2 separate regions of the Thunnus thynnus genome follow, and region 2 is linked to region 1. A link is a contact called in public Hi-C data. All regions are on one chromosome and are shown on one strand. The core of a region is the stretch at or near the end of the contact, and the rest is flanking DNA. Distances in the headings are between cores, read along the strand shown.

Evidence for each region. A called contact is a pair of places that touch in the nucleus more often than the background predicts.
Region 2: a contact with region 1 is called in a Hi-C map of heart, with 7 times the contacts expected there. The contact joins the promoter of dhx58 here to the promoter of dnajc7 in region 1. A contact is called at or near these places in 2 of 3 Hi-C or Micro-C datasets (heart and muscle).

What each region holds. Positions count from the first base shown.
Region 1 is chr17:8,443,069-8,447,126 of fThuThy2.1, reverse strand. dnajc7 (DnaJ (Hsp40) homolog, subfamily C, member 7) reads left to right here and starts at 2,150. Exons shown (of 14, transcript XM_067615722.1): 1 at 2,150-2,268; 2 at 3,014-3,102; 3 at 3,248-3,372. The coding sequence starts at 2,195. nkiras2 (NFKB inhibitor interacting Ras-like 2) reads right to left here and starts at 2,215. Exons shown (of 4, transcript XM_067615723.1): 1 at 2,113-2,215; 2 at 1,549-1,671; 3 at 1-20. The coding sequence starts at 1,642.
Region 2 is chr17:8,612,150-8,616,207 of fThuThy2.1, reverse strand. It overlaps dhx58 (DEXH (Asp-Glu-X-His) box polypeptide 58), which reads left to right and starts at 2,156. Exons shown (of 13, transcript XM_067615903.1): 1 at 2,156-2,252; 2 at 2,912-3,012; 3 at 3,258-3,448; 4 at 3,621-3,825; 5 at 3,967-4,058. The coding sequence starts at 3,272. It overlaps LOC137201055 (ATP-dependent RNA helicase DHX58-like), which reads left to right. Exons shown (of 13, transcript XM_067615906.1): 13 at 1-782.

The DNA of each region.
Region 1 (4,058 bases), core at 901-3,400:
GGTCTCCATGGGCTCTGAACCTAACATTAAATAAACAAAGCCAGGCCCATATTATGTGATATACTGTACAAGTATTGATACAATTGCTTGTGTATTTAATATATTATAATTAAGCCTAACACTTCCTTACTAGAAATTACACTTTGTCAACAGAAAAATGTAAACATATGAAGTAAAATAATATTCAAATTGAAAGCTAAGCAAATTCAAAATAACTTATACTTCCGAGTTAACTAGAAACCAAAAAAATGCAACCAAAAATATCTTGTTTAGTCCACAACCCAAAGACTAAAACCATCAAATATTCACATTTAACAAGCTGGAACAAGAGAATTTGGGCATTTTTTCTTAAAAAAATGATTCAAAATGATTAATTAATTCAAAATACTTTATTAATGTCACCCAACGTTGTTAACTGTAATGTACTGTGCTATCAGCTGGTAATAGTATTAGCTCCCCTCACAAGTGCCAGACTAAAGATGAAGCAGTATTTTGGCTAGCGGTTGCAAGAAACTAGAAGTACATATCTCCCATTTTTCCTACTTTATGTAACAACCTTAATCGAGTTTTAGGGATGGTGCTGAATGTCTGAAGCCTAATGATATTCATGAGCGAGTTGATTATGTACTGCAATTAGATAGGCTGTAATTAAAATAACATATTTTGCTGGTTAAATTGCTTTCCAAAATAATTACTGATTGATAACAAATAATTAATGATTGAGATATTTCAAGGCTCCAGTCTGTCAGGAAGAATAACTGACAATTAAGCTGAACATTTTAAATATGTAATCCATTACACAGAGAATAACCAAACAGTAAAATCAACATTGACAACCAACGTTACAGGAAGTCGTTCCTGTCAACTGACATCAGTCTGTACAGTGACTCTCCTCTGTGACGGGAGAGGGGACAGTGATGACAGACTGCTCATTTACATATTACATTATCCATCACATCTGTTATATTTCAGATTCATATTTTAGTCATCTTTAAAGTACGGTCTGTATATACTGTTATCATATGTATGTACATTGTGTAAATTATTCAATTAGTACACTCAATTCCAACATCCATGGACAATCATGCACTTTACTGCCTTTGCAATATCCACCTGACTCACACTATGTACAGTTTACTTTAGCATATAACATTGAACAGTATATACTCACTAAATAGTATATTATAATTATGGTTCTATCTCTAGTCTCTATTTTATTTTTAATTATTCTATTTTTTTAAATATTTGAGTTAGTCTATTAAGTTATTGTATATAATTTAGCCTTTAATTGTATTTGTTTCTTTTACATACCTCATTGTTTTTGTATTTCGATTTATGTCAAGTGGCTGCTATCTATCTATCTATCTATCTATCTATCTATCTATCTATCAACCATCTACAGAACAACCAACGCACACAAACCTGTTATACTTTGCACATAGTTGCTCAGCTGTTGCCATGTCTCATACGTATTGATCTCTCAGCAAGAGGTCTAAAGGACTAATGACTGTAATATATGAAACACTGCGGTATTATTATGTCATTTACCTGCAACATGGTTGGCATACAGTAGTTGTTCCAAGACAGCCGTTTTACCAACTGCAGCCTGGCCACACACCACCACTTTACAGCTTTTGCCCATGACGATTCGTCACCCTCAGGTCAGAAAATCTGCTTATCGAAGAAAACACACAGATGAAAGATTAGTTAGTAACCTTGCTTTATTACAGTGTAAACGCATAGCTTTGTACTACGTTTGTGGTTTTGGCAGCTGTTACTGCGTTATATATGGCTGTACACATATCCTTACTAAAATGGCTTGCTAGCAAGCAAATAAAAATTATATGTTAGTCATACTATGATGTCATACTACAAGATAAAACGTTTGATGTCTGAGTATTCTTTACAAAATATAACACTTAGCTTAGCATTAGCTTACGGAGATATGTTACAGAACCACGATATCACAAACTAAGTCGCTAATGTTAGCTGAAACCGACTAACCCGAATAAAACGCGTGTGTTCAAAAACATATGCGCTGATATTTGGCAACCAGCGGCCAGATATGTTTTAGTTATGAGAATAATTTTTACTTGCAAGCTAACTGCTTACCTTACCCAACGGACTGTTTCCTGTTTACAGTGTACGTCACGACTGCAGTCTGTGGCCCCGCCCCCTCCCCATTCACGGCAAAATGGCGACGGAGCACAGTGATGCTGTGAACATGGACCCTGACATGGAGCTGCTCAGTGACGAAGAATTAGAAAGGTATGAGAAACTAACAGTGTGTTGTCAGCGGCCGAAATACACGTGTAACGAAGTGACTTATCGATATGTGTAGTCAAAAGTCCTTGTCATGTCTATTTTCTTGTCACACTGTGAAAGCTAACTAGCGACCCACCGCTGTTTAGCTAAATTTGGCCCCCGGGTAGCTTTTAGCTCGGCTGTCCTCCAGTAGCTAGCTCCTGTGCTGGATATCTGGGTTTCAGTCAAGTAAACTGTGTAAATCTGTAAGTCTGTAGTTAACTGATCTCACCGAGAGTACTGCTTTTATAATATTTCTATATTCACAGTCTGTTACAGATGACACCATTCACTAATTGTGTGGTCGTGATGTAACGTTAAAACGTGAAAGGTTTCCAAAAAAAGTAATGGCATTTGCCCCCAGCGTGGTGTCATATGTTCCTGGCTGTGCTCCCCCTTTAGCTACGTGATTTATCCCCTGCTGGTTTGGCTCTTTCTATGTTTAGCTAACGCTGGCCAGTGGGCTATCTGATGCACAATGCCATTCACAATCGTCGACATGCTCTGTTTACAGATGATATAAATGTGATGCTCAGCCTTACAGTTCAGAGATGAACGTCTACACGCCAAAAAGTTCAGTACTCTTTAATCTGTGATCAGACGACCATCACATACGATCATGCTGTCTCCTCAACTCCTCTCAGATTTGTCTTCTAAATTTGCATTATTTTTTTTTTATATATATATTTTTCTGCTCACTTTTACACAGGGAAGCGGAGGGCTTCAAAGAGCAAGGCAATGCTTTTTATATCAAGAAGGATTACGCAGAAGCATTCAATTATTACACCAAGGCCATAGGTAATTATTCTTAATATAATTATGATCAGTCCACTTGTTGTTATTTTAGGAGATGATGTTGATTTCTTGTATTGCACAGGGGACAAAAGACTGTGTCTGAATTTGACAGGATGTCAAAAACTTCTCTCTTTTTTTTAAAATACAGATATGTGTCCAAAGAATGCAAGTTACCATGGGAACCGGGCGGCCACACTAATGATGTTGTGCCGATACAGAGAGGCTTTAGAGGATTCCCAGCAAGCAGTACGACTAGATAACTCTTTCATGAAGGTAAGCTGTGGGGAAACAAGGTGTTACATAATATCAAAAGGGAAATATACTCTCGAATTGTGAAGTATTTTCTATCTGCGATATGTAGTGTTCTGGGCGTTGTTTTGTTTTGTTTTGCACACACTGTCACTCAGCCCTTCTCATTCACTAATGCTTCATCAAGGGATTTCCTACATTTACTAGAATGATGTGGACAAGCTCTATAGAGAGGGCACGGACATGTTGTACTGTACATGGTAGTAATATGATTAAATAACAAAGAAAAATGAACTTGCAAATTGGTATTGGATCACTGTTGAGCTTAATTTCACATATAATTAGTTATATACCAACCAAGTAAAAGCTCTGTTATAGATTTAAACTTGCTGAAATATACTTAAAAACTAAAAATTCAGCTTTTCTGCATGACATGGACTTTATTTTTATTACGTCAATGCCATTATACCTATTGGTTCTAGAAACAACAGACAAACCAGCTTTGTTGCAGAGATTTTGGACACAGCTAGAGACAGACTTATAACAGCATCTCTTTGGCACCTTGGATTTGAACCTCAAACATGTTTTAAACGACTGAGTGAGCGTAATTTACTACATTGCAGGGCTATGTTGTGGTTCAGCTTGCAGGAATGACTTGTTTAATGCATTTACACATTGTTGTGATAGTGGTTCCTTGTTACATAAGCTAT
Region 2 (4,058 bases), core at 907-3,406, 170 kb before region 1:
AATAAACTAAAACAAAAGATGAGATTTAAATTTAAATAAATGTACTGGTTGAATTGCCAAAAAATTTTTTGTAATTTTTTTGCCCTTCTGAGCCACTAGATGTCACTGTTGGTCAGGAAATGTCCACATAAGAGGCCTGTTTTCTAATCTACACTATAACTCCTAGCAGATTTTCAGTGTGAAATGTGTTCACACTGGAAGAGTGGAAAAAAAAAAAAGTATACTCAAAACAGTAAGGTCTGCATACTAAAACTACCCTTTGAGTGTGGTGTGGTGTGAATGGACAACATTCTCTCACAATGCAATGCACAAATTACATGGAGGAGCCTCTCACAGCTGGACAAATTTAAAAATAATAGTGGATTGTGGCAGACATACTTTGAAAGATGGGCAGTGCTTTGTTGAGTAGCCCTGAAAACAAATTAATTAGCCGATTAGTTGATTGATGGAAAATTAATCGAAAACAGTTGCATTAATTGATCATTTAAGTTGTTTATCAATGCAAATACCAATTGAAATGTAATGATTGCTGCTTTTCTTTTTGATTCCATGGTATATATATTTTTGACTGTCAGGAAAAAGGCAAATATTGAGCATTATCTATAAGAAGGGTTTGGGTAACATTATTTTCTTAATTCTAAACACATAATTGATTTTGAAAATATGATTTCAGTCAAGGTCAGTCTTTCCACCAGTTTGAGGATGGCTAATGTCTCTAGTTATGATATAAATGCCAATTACTGTAACTGTAATACTGTTCATGACAATAAAGGTTTTTTTTTTAATAAACAATTCTTCAATGTGCGGGTGGTTCCTAAGCTGTAACTGACAGAGGTTATGAATCGTTGATTACCAACGGAAAAGTTCACAACCAGACAGGCATGGACTTGAGTCACTGACGTGGACTCAAAACAGAACTAGATCAGAACTGGGGGATTTCAGACTTGATGAAATAAAAAAGAAAAACTTAAAACACACATTTCACTTGTGACTTAACTTAAAATTTGATACCACCAGCAGAAAACTTGAGCAGGTCAAATGTTCAGACCCATGTTCAAGCTGTAAGCTGATTTTAGGTTTTTTTTTTTAATTTGTTGTGTGCAAATGTGTTTATCTAAGCTATTCACCACTGATTAAGCTTGCAAATGTATTTACACTAATTTTAGTGAAGTATTCAAAATATAGATTAAATTCTGTTGAAGAAAGCTTGATGCTCTTTTAACAACAAATTCCAGTCAGTGTGCTGCCACAACTGACTTTAGTAACTAAAATGAAAAACTACTTGTCCTGTCCTGTTTGTTTTTGAGGTTTTGGCAGTTGGTTGTAGGTTTTGCTTTCTTGACAAGGAAGAGCATCAGCTAGGGCCCAATCAGGGTGTACTGTATACAAAACATGACAATGTTTGTAGTGGCTTCTCCCTTTTGAATGCTTTCAATGAAACACCTTTATAATCAGACACATACAGTGTACAGAATGAGACAAATACATATATGATTTGATTACACATGGCTGGATCATAAAAGGTTTGTTAAATAACTATTTAATGTATCTGCAGTTTAGGTCCTGTCGCTGCATAATGAACAGTATCTGTTGTTCCATCAGATCCTCCCTCAGAAGGGCCACTCTGCACTCAGTTTTTACTTTTGTTTCTCTGTATTACACAGATGATCATAACAGGTTTTAAAAACCTGTTATGAATGTTGAGTGCTATCAGTATGGAATTTGTATGAATCTTGTTATGTGGTTAATTATGGTTAATATACTTAATAGACTTTTTCTACAGGTCCTTCATGTCACCTTGTGCATAGTTAGGCATCCCCTGAATATATATTATATGTATTATGTACTGTATTGTTTGTATGAAATTCAGCATATTGATTTCTTATACTTTTTCAGTGTCATGTGATTATACTTTTGTCCATCTTTTTATGTAGGGATAAGGGTATTTCATCAAATATGTGGAGGGAATATTGTGGAGGTGAGTACATCCACAGTGCATTGTAACCTAATGTGATGGGTTGACCAACATAGACCCTCACATAGAAAGCACCACCCATTGGTAGGCAGGTCTCTACATTACCTCTATCCCCCTTTTAAGACAGGCAAGGTTGGTGGGTGTGTAGTGTGGTGGCCACGAGAGTACAGTATTATTTTGAGTGAGGCCTATAAAAGTGTTTGTTAATTTAGATTATAGGATCTGTTGCCTGGCGCCAGTACCCGGATCAGTTTTATCCTCATCAACTGTTCATGAGGTAGGTCCTAGAATTTGTGATGGTCTCCACTTTCAACTATCCTTTAATTGTTATTATAATAAATAATCTGCAGTTGAAACTAATTTACCACTGTATTAGGTCACACTTTTTTCCTGTACTTTTCGCGCTTATAAAGTGAATAAATGAATATTTAGTCACAAACAGTATGTTTGAGTGTGGAACATCTTCACAAAACAATGACTTGCAAACAAAATCAAGAAGTTGCTGAACAGCTGGAGGGCAGAAACTCTTTAGATGACGTAAATTACTGTAAAAGCAACCACAAGCATTTCCAGCATTAACATTAACAAAGGGTTTTAGGTTTTGATTTCCTGAAGGAATGAAGAAACAAGTAGGGCCCAGTTAGGGTGTACGCAAAAACTAAGGACGTTTTCAACACTCAAAAAAGCACCTCAGCTGTAAGCCACACATAAGAGTACATAAATACATTAAGTACATAGGTTACCTATAAATTGGATATACTGTAGGTTTGACCATGACCACATTACAAAAGACCTCATCTATACCCATGTGTTCAAGCTTCCCTTGTCACTGGATAACGACAACTAGCTGTTGGTCCTCCAGAGCCTCCCTCAGTGGGACCCCTTTTTCAGAGGGCAAAGGGTTTACTTTCGTTTTCCTTTCTCGACTTCGCACAGCTGATCACAACCCAGTTTAAAACCCCTCCACCCACACTGTGTGCTGACAGTGGACAAGAAACAGCTCCAAAACCTGCACAGTTCACTATCACAGCTGACTGGTGAGTTCATAAATGCTGATTTTCTCTCTAACAGCTGTTTGATAAATAACAGGGAGTGGCTAATTTAGTCAGCATCTATCTCCCTCAGAATGCTTGTTGTTTTTCTCACGCTAACTCTCTACTGTGATCGATTGGGACTTTATGGTGTTAATGATTATAGTTTTGACATACTGATAGATGATCTACTGTCCAGTTCTTTTCCACAGTACGTGAATTCTGTGTAATTCTCATGTGTTGTCGAATAGGAGAAGAGTGCAGGATGGCAGATTTTGGACTTTACTCATACCAACGAGAAGTGGTTGAAAGGGCTCTTCGAAGAGAGAATATAATTATCTGGCTGCCGACAGGAGGAGGAAAGACTCGTGCTGCTGTGTATGTGGCGCAAAAACATCTGGAGACTACCTCACAGGCTAAGGTGGTGGTCCTGGTAAACAAGGTAAAATACAAACAAATGGACAAATACAGGCAAACACATTCAGAATGATCTTCATCATATTAATAAGAAAGAAAGAAATTCCCCACCAGTTTGCTTGAAGAAAGCCAAATATATGTGAAGGATAGACTGTTGTTACCATAGTATAAATGCATTGATGTATTCTATACTGCAGGTTCACCTAGTGGACCAACACTACACCAAAGAGTTCAAGCCTCACCTGGGCGATGAGTACACCCTGCAGCCAGTCAGTGGAGACAGTGAACAGAAGGACTTCTTTGGAAAAGTGGTGAAAAAGTCAGACGTGGTCATCTGCACTGCACAGATCTTATTTAATGCTCTGACTAACATGGAGGAAACCAAACATGTTGAGCTCTCAGGTCAGTAAAATGGAGCTTTAACAGCCTCGATTATGATATTTTTGATCAGATGAGATGTGGGATAGGTTTTCTAATTGCCTTCCTTAATAGAAAATAAGATCCACAAACAGAGATCCTTGATGCATTCATGGTTCCTTACAGACATTACTCTGCTGATTATTGATGAGTGTCACCACACTCACAAAGAGGGTGTCTACAACAAGATTATGAGATTCTACCTGGAGAAAAAGTTG